Linked DNA regions of Rattus norvegicus: region 2 is linked to region 1. A link is a contact called in public Hi-C data. All regions are on one chromosome and are shown on one strand. The core of a region is the stretch at or near the end of the contact, and the rest is flanking DNA. Distances in the headings are between cores, read along the strand shown.

Region 1 (4,330 bases), core at 1,272-3,771:
GCAAAACACCACTTGTCTGAGCTGCCATTATCTTTCTTTTTGTTTAGTGGGTGCTTTTTAGTGGAACTAGTCTAAGTCCCTATTCTGGAGTACTCTGAGATGGGGGCTTGCTTATAAAATGGCTTCTCAAAGGATGAAGGATGAAGGATGGGACAGAAGCAACAAAATTGAAACAAAGTTCTCAGCCAGCTTCACAGGTGCTGGATCTGGGCTTCTGTGATGATTTGCATATGCTTAGCCCAGGGCGTGGCACTATTAAAAGGTATGACCTTGTTGGGGCAGGTGTGGCACTGTGTGTGTGGGCTTTAAGACCCTCATCCTAGCTCCCTGGAAGCCAGGATTCTGCTAGCAGCTTTCAGATGAAGATGTAGAACTCTCATCTCAGCTCCTCCTGCATGGTGTCTGCCTGGATGCTGCCATGTTCCTGCCTTGATGATAATGGACTGAACCTGTAAGCCAGCGCCAATTAAATGTTGTCCTTACTTATTAGAGTTGCCTTGGTCATGGTGTCTGTTCACAGCAGTCAAACCCTAACTAAGATAGCTACCCTTTCGGAACTACCCAATTTTGGGGCAAATGGATTATACTGTATTTTACTATTCATTCATTAAACAGTCTTCGAATAGGGGCTCTTCCCAAGGAAGCTCCTTCTGTTTAAGGCAAATCCTGGAGAGCCATAGCCTTCCATGGCCAACCATTGTGGGAATAAATGATCAAATCTCAGATGGGGACCTGGCTGCTCATCACTATTTGTCATGATCGACTAGCTCACTCAAAGGTATCGTTGTTGATACTACAATTAGTTCCTTCGAGTTTTTGCTTCATTTCCCCCCCAAGATTCTACACTTCGCTTATTTAATTACAAAAAATAGAAATAGGTAGGACAGTGTGGTGACTTTTCTGTTTTACCCAATTTAAAATTTTAGTCTTTATTTTGAAGTAATTTTGCTCCTAATTATATTAAAATTAATTTTTCTCCAGCTTTAGGAAAATGTAATAACAAAGCAATGGACTTTTCCTCAGCAACTTTATAGTAGTGCAATTTTTTTTCTTTTCTCTTTTTTTCGGAGCTGGGGACCAAACGCAGGGCTTTGTGCTTGCTAGGCAAGCGCTCTACCACTGAGCTAAATCCCCAACCCCTGCAATTTTTACAATAATGGATTTTAAATAAAATTTCAGCTTCTTAACACTCTGGCCCATTACATTGAAGAGTTACTATAAACTCTTTGGGGGCACAAGTGATCCTTGCTTTGAAGGAGCTGAAAAGCATTTAACAGATAGAACACTAAATAATGAAAATTTTTAATAACTGCTTTTTTGGTTTTTTTGTTTGTTTTTGTTTTTGGTGGTGGTGTGTGAGTGTGTGTGTGAGTGTGTGTGTGAGTGTGTGTGTGAGTGTGTGTGTGAGTGTGTGTGTGAGTGTGTGTGTGAGTGTGTGTGTGTGTGTGAGTGTGTGTGAGTGTGTGTGAGTGTGTGTGTGAGTGTGTGTGTGAGTGTGTGTGAGAGTGAGTGAGTGAGAGTGAGTGAGTGAGAGTGAGTGAGTGAGTGAGAGTGAGTGAGTGAGAGTGAGTGAGTGAGAGTGAGTGAGTGAGAGTGAGTGAGTGAGAGTGAGTGAGAGTGAGTGAGAGTGAGTGAGAGTGAGTGAGAGTGAGTGAGTGAGAGTGAGTGAGAGTGAGTGAGAGTGAGTGAGAGTGAGTGAGAGTGAGTGAGAGTGAGTGAGTGTGAGTGAGTGAGAGTGAGTGAGTGAGAGTGAGTGAGTGAGAGTGAGTGAGTGAGAGTGAGTGAGTGAGAGTGAGTGAGTGAGAGTGAGTGAGAGTGAGAGTGAGTGAGAGTGAGAGTGAGTGAGTGAGAGTGAGAGTGAGTGAGTGAGAGTGAGAGTGAGTGAGTGTGTGAGTGTGAGTGAGTGAGTGTGTGAGTGTGAGTGTGTGAGTGTGAGTGTGTGAGTGTGAGTGTGTGAGTGTGAGAGTGTGAGAGTGTGAGAGTGTGAGAGTGTGAGAGTGTGAGAGTGTGAGTGTGAGTGTGAGTGTGAGTGTGAGAGTGTGAGTGAGTGAGTGTGTGTGAGTGTGTGTGTACAGGAGGAGATATGTGCTATGTGTGGAACAGAGATCAACCTTTTGTCGTTTGTCAGGTAACATCCCTCTCTTTGTGAAACAGGGTTTCTCACTGACTTGAACCTTACTTGCTAGGTTAGTTAGGCTGGCTGGCCCTTATGCCCAGAGATTCCCCTTTGTTTCACCAGTGTTACGATTACAAGCACATGCTACCAACACCTGACTGAAAAAATATGTATAAATATGTGTACAACATACATACATGCATGCATACATACATCATACATACATACATACATACATACATACATACATACATACATGCTGAGTGTATAAATTTCATTGCTAGAGAAGAAAAAGGAAGGACCCGGCTGGTGGCCAAGTTTGAGAGAAGTAATAGGAAGTGGAATAGAAGACAAGCTTAGAAGGTCAGAGAGGATGACCTAGAGAAGTGAAACTCCTCTGACAGGAACAGAGGCCAAGAAGGAAAGCAAGGAAAGGAGCAGCAAGTTTCATTCCTGGGACTTTTTCAGCCCTCATATAATAGGTGTTAGACTGTGTCTTGCAGAAAACAGAGCATGCAGGAACCTGTTTAAAAACAAAAAACAAAAAGCTGTAATTAAACATGACTCCACTTAAAATGGTGATTTCTAAGGGTACAATATTGAGAATCATGGATGTCATTTCCTCCCACAAACTTACAATGCACATTACAAGTGGCTACAACATAAAAACCTGCTTACTAGCTGCTACAAGGCACACGGAAGTACATTCCTCTACTCGAAGAACATCTTACTCAAACTGTAGCATGTTTCTGATCCAACAGAAGTAAATCGGTCACCTGCTAGAAATGTTTGACAGGGTGAAAGTTTACAGCAGGTCACTTACTAGGAAAAAGCATTTTATTACAAGGAGAGAACAACTTTTTAGGAATGGTAATATATAGACAGACACTCATGAGGAGATTTTTCTAGCTCTCCTGCTTTCATTGTATTAAAGAAAACCAACTTTCTATTATCATTGCTTCATTGACAAAACGGAAGGAACAGTCATAGTGATCAAGCTTGACTTTTGAGTGTCGCAAAGTTTATTCTGTCAGCTTCGGCTGTGTCGTGTGCAGAGCTGGACTTTGGCACGTTGGTAGATAAGAGATATCAAGTTTTACAAGACAGAAACTTTACGCAAAGGCATTTTTTTATTGCTTAGGTCATGGTTGGTTTTGACTCTCTACCTACTCTATCCCTATGCCTCCTTCAGGAGGAGGAAGTCTCTGGACACCTCCTCTAGAATGTTCCTAGATGGAGGCCAAGGAAAACGTGAGCCCAGACTCCTCATCATGGAATGAGTAATAGGTACAGAGAAATGACACATGAACCACAGTCCTGTTTTGAAAACCGTACTGAGGGTGGTGTTCTCATCAACTAGGGAGCACCATGGCCTTGTCTACCAGAGAAGGCATTTACTCAGCTGAGGAGTGCAGCTCAGTGGTAGAGCACTTGCCTACAGTGTGAAAAACACCAGAGCTTTTCAGATAATTAAATAAATAGTAAACAAACAAATTAGAAATAAAGGTATTTATTCAAGTGGATAGGGGAATGAATGAATGAATGAATCAATCAATCAATTAAAAGGTATACCAAATATAGCCAAGGCAGAAGAGTTTGACAAAAGCTAGTTTTGAATCTGAAACTTATTGTAATATTAGTGTGAAAATTATGGCCTAGGAAGAAACAAGATAGCACAGTCTGAGCCAAGCCAAGGACTTAGAATGTGTGTCCCAGGAAAGCCAGGCAGGAGAGGGCAGCTCTATTACAGATAGAATCATTTGCCTGCTGTGCTGCCTTGTGGGGGTTCCACTGACACGTCTAGGATAAATAATCAAGTTGGACTATTCTTTCTGGTTGACAACAATTGATATATTTCAAAATACTGAGTAGGTCACAGCAGTTCCTGACCCACGGGCTGCAACCATCAGAAAACGCCAATTTCCGATGGTCTTGGGAGGTCCTAACGGTACATTTGGTATCATTGCCATTTTGTAACTGTAAATTTTGCGCTGAGAGGTGTCCCAGTGTCTAAGACCATTGCAAATGTGTGTTTTCTAGTGGTCCCAACCCATAGGTTTAGAACCATTAGAGTACCGGGAACACAAAGAAATAATTGAGTGATGAGTGATGATATGCAAATTTACCTTGCTCTAAATAGTGTAAATGTATTGAAGTGAATGTCACATGGTACTTCGTGAACATGCACGATTAGTCTGTGTTGATTAAAAGTAA
Region 2 (4,330 bases), core at 1,286-3,785, 38 kb before region 1:
GACTATAATACACAGCTTGGAGAGTGTTGCTCGAGAGATTAAAGGAACGCAGGGACAGCCCATGGAGCCGGGTGTGGGCAGTACACCTGTAAATCCAGCAAGTAGCAGGGAGAGGCTGAAGGAGCCCTGTTGCTAAATTCGCTGTCTACACATCAGAGTTCCAGACAAGCCTTGGACTACAGAGACCCTTAAGAAAAACCACTAGCCATTAGAGAAGTAGCTCTTACAGCATGGGGATGTGGGTAGTTCAGTCGGTAGAATGTTTGAACTGAGTTCCTAACCTAGCATGAGAAAGCAAGAGGATCATGTGTTCAAGGTCATCCACCCAGTGTCCAAGGTCATGCTCCAACATAAGTTGGAGGCCAGGCATGCTCGCACAGTGGGGGGAGGGCAAGCATGCCTTACAACTGTTTAATCAAAGGTTTAATTTTACTACTACATCTTACTGCTCCCCTGCCACTCCTAATCATATGATTTTGAACTACATAGGCAGTAACTATGCCTCGAGAGTCCCATCAGCATCCAGGACATCATACAAAACTCTTAAACTAGCAAACAAAGTCTGTAGCAGTGCAGTATTTAATGAGTAAACCTTACTTTGCAAATAGAAGAGTTGATGGCATTAACACTGGACTCGATTTCTCACCACTACACTAAGAGCCTGATCTACAAAACACTCAAAGCCATATACACCAATTAGTTTCTGTGATATTTGAATTTGGGGCTTTGGATTTATTTTATTTGTTGGTTGGTTGGGTTGTTAGGGGCGGGAAATGGGAAATTTGAGTTCTTAAGCAGAAAAACTGGAGTGGAGTTGTCCTGTTTCGACAAGCAATTGTCCTTCAATGGTATGTTGACTACACCCTAACGCACACTATATGAACTGAATAGCTAAGTATATTAAAATAGCCTTAATGGAAAGAGTGACTACCAGAGGGGTATTTCAGAAGAGGAAAAAAAAAATACCCCATTGCTTCACAAGAAGAAAAAAAAAGAGGAAGATAGGTAGTCTGTCTCCTACACCGTTCATTCCTCCTCTTTCTGCTTTACACTATTCAACTTTGGTTTGTTTTACCAAAGGTGGGATTCACCAAGTAGACTGGTTCAACGACCCTTTCTGTTTTCCAGAAGATTTACTTTCAAAATTTCAGCCAAGCCTAAAAGATCTGTATCAAAAAAAAAAAAAAAAGGTGGAGGTGGTGTGGTAGCCTCAGATCCACAGATTAGACAGACTTGTTAATAGAATGTTGATCCCATGAGTAATGTTCACAGCTGTGGCATCCAACAATGGAATTAACATTTCAGCAGGAAGCAGAGGGCCATCCCTACAGATCTAACAACCTTCCCAACTCCCGGGACCCTAACCAACCATCTTCGGAGGCTACACTGTGTGTGCGTGTGCCTCCTAGAGTTGAATGTGTAAATCTTTTTTATGACTCATTTGGTTTCAAAATTCCTCCAAATGCTTAGTATAGGAAATGAGATCAACTTCTTAAAACACACTTAGAAAAAGGATTAATTTCTAAGTGTTAAAATGCTTACGCGTCTCGGAGTCCAGGCATTTTTTAAACGCCTTGTTTCCCGAAAAAGACGCTCTGCAGCTGAAGGATGTACTAGGCGATTTCTAACACAACACACCTCACCACCTGAACGTCAATCGTCATCCAAAAAAAAAAAAAAAATCAACTTATTACAAACCCGGTTAACTCCTCCCCAGCACGGATTTCAGACAGTCGGTTCCTAATCCCTCGTCTCGGGGCTGCTCGGTCGAGCCAGCCTGTTTTCTGAGACTAAAAACCCAGCAGCTTCAGTGCTTCTTTCCTAGAGGTAGCCAGGACGATTGACACCGAACGTCTCAGTCTTCTCTCAAATAATGGCGTTTGTAATTCAGCCTCCCCGCTTGGACTACCCGATACGTAAAAACTCGCAGCCTGGAGCTTGGAAATCGGGGAAGGCTGGCGGCACACAACACCCAGGGAGACGCGGGAAACAGACAAGGTCAGATAAAGCGAAGTGGTCCCTAGGGTAAGCTGCCCTGGAGGCGCGCCCCACACGCCGCTCGGTGAGCCTCCGCCACCGCCACCGCCACCGCCACCGCCACCGCCACCGCCACCGCCACCGCCACCGGACGATCCGGTCCTGGCTCCGCTGCCTCCCAGGCGCCTCACACCCCCTGCGCGGCTCCCGGGGACAGATGCATTCTCCCGGCTGGCGCGCGTGGTCTGATCGCCCCGTGCATGGGTGCCCACTCGCCACCTCCACAGCAGCGCCCCCAAATTGAGCCTCCCCCTCCCCCCACGCCCCATTGTTCCCGGGAGGCCGCGAGCTGGGAGCGCAAAGGATTGGGACGACAGAGAGGTGCCGCAACTCACCCGCGACACCGCACAGGAGCACGAAGCACAGTAGGAGCGCCATGGGAGCTGCCGGGCCGTAGCTTGCAGGTAAACGCTCTCAGCTCGGGTAGCCCTGCTTTTTCCAGAGCCTGGTACACTCCCGACTGGCTCCCGGCGGTGGCAGCAGCGAAGGCACCTCTGCGCCCCGCCCCAGCTCGGCAGGTGAACGCGTCACTTCCGGCAGCAATCGGGAGCCCCAAGGAGCCCACAGTGTTGGCGCCCTGGGGTTGCCATGGAAACTGGCTCAGCGCAAGCCCCCTTCCCCTCCCCACGCCTCCACCCCCCTCCAGGGAACCTTCCAGCTCCAGCAATCCTTGCGCCCTACACCTGCTTGCTCCGAGAGCCACCTCCAGCTCTCCCGAGCTTTCTTCCCCTGGTTCAATCGCTGCTTTGTGAACTGGGAACCAGCGAGCCAGTCTCAAAGCCGAAACCGCAGTCACACCCTCCCCCGGAGCCCGGCTCCAGGCCAGAATTGTTCCCTCTCCCTAGACCCTGAGCTAGGTTTCTACACACCACCAGCCGGTCCCCCACAGCCGTCACTGTATCCTGTGGTCAGGGGTGAGGACCTCCCGGCACCCGTTTTTCCATGTGCGAGTGTGCGATCAGAAGGCTCCACGAATATCATGCCTTCTTTTTGAAAGGCTAGGTTCCTGTAGAAGGCTCAGGGGAGGCTCTTCTTCCGCCCCTGCATACACTAGACCTATAAAATAAGGCTACGGGTTTAAATACTTGGGGCTGTTCTCCTTGCGATTTTGAATCTCCTGGCCCTGAATTTAGCCCACAAGGACAAGAGAACTTTAAAAGTGAGACTGGTTGGGGGTGGCTAAATGAACGGGAGTGGCTCTTGGAAATTAGGGATTTGAAGAGACTGTTCAATCCCGCCCTGCAGCTCTCCCATGCTGTTATCCTCAGACTTGTCCTTGCTGCCTGCTCTTGGTTGCTCTTCCCAGGTCATTTTTTTTTTTTAATTGTAGAGATGTTGAAATTCACAAGAGCCCCTTATTAGGAGATAGAAAACAGAAGAAACCAGCTTAATGGCCAAGAACTAGGGGTCTGGGTGGGCAAGTTGTTTAGAAGTGGAAGTGAAATCATGCATTTAAAAATGCTTGGCAGGGGGTTGGGGATTTAGCTCAGTGATAGAGCGCTTGCCTAGCAAGTGTAAGGCCCTGGGTTCGGTCCCCAGCTCCGGAAAAAAAAAAGAAAAAAGAAAAAATGCTTGGCAGGGCTGAAGAGATGGCTCAACAGTTAAGACCAATGGCTACTCAGAGGTCCTGAGTTCAATTCCCAGCAACCCCCTGGTGGCTCACAACCATTTGTAATGGGATCCGGTACCCTCTTTTGGTGAGTCTGAAGACAGAGACAGTGTGTTCAAATAAAACTTTTTTTAAAAGAGGCTTAGCACCCGGCAAAGCACATAGGAAGTGCTCAGCGAGTAGCAGCTAGTAATGGAATATTGGGAATGGCTTATTGAACCAGAAGAGACAAGGCAGGTGTGCAGGGTTGCGTAGGAATAGCCCCCACAGGCTCATATATCTAAATGCTTAGCCATCAGGGAGTGGCACTCTTTGGAAGGATTAGAAGTATTGGGGACTGCATCCTTTTGCAGTAGGTGTGGCCTTATTGGAAGAGGTATATCCTTGGGTGCAGGCTTTGAAGTTTCAAAAAGCCCATAAGACCCTGTCTCTCTCTTGCCACCCCCCACCCCAACCCTACCCCCTCTCCTTACAGATCAAGATATAGCTCTCAGCTACTTCTGCATCATACCTGCCTGTCTGCAAGCTCCCTGCATTATGATTATGGACCGAAACTGTAGACAAGTCTCCAATTAAATGCCTTATTTTGTAAGAGTTGCCTTTGCCATGGTGTCTATTCATAGTAACAGAACAATAATTGAGACAGAAAAATAAACAGATTTAAGGCTAAGCAGGCTCCTACTC

The links. A called contact is a pair of places that touch in the nucleus more often than the background predicts.
Region 2: a Hi-C map of liver shows a contact between it and region 1, with 2.2 times the contacts expected there. The contact joins the promoter of Cxadr here to the enhancer-like site in region 1. A contact is called at or near these places in 7 of 12 Hi-C or Micro-C datasets (the A7r5 cell line, the Rat2 cell line, hepatocytes and 3 more).

What each region holds. Positions count from the first base shown.
Region 1 is chr11:30,429,867-30,434,196 of GRCr8, reverse strand. No RefSeq gene overlaps it. Among named protein-coding and RNA genes, the nearest start is that of Cxadr, 38 kb to the left of the region's middle. Within about 2 kb of position 2,521, at least 7 of the 93 cell types and tissues checked have an H3K27ac peak or open chromatin away from gene starts, as enhancers often do. A contact at or near this core is called in hepatocytes and liver, where this site is marked.
Region 2 is chr11:30,467,983-30,472,312 of GRCr8, reverse strand. It overlaps Cxadr (CXADR, Ig-like cell adhesion molecule), which reads right to left and starts at 2,535. Exons shown (of 7, transcript NM_001399207.1): 1 at 2,373-2,535. The coding sequence starts at 2,415.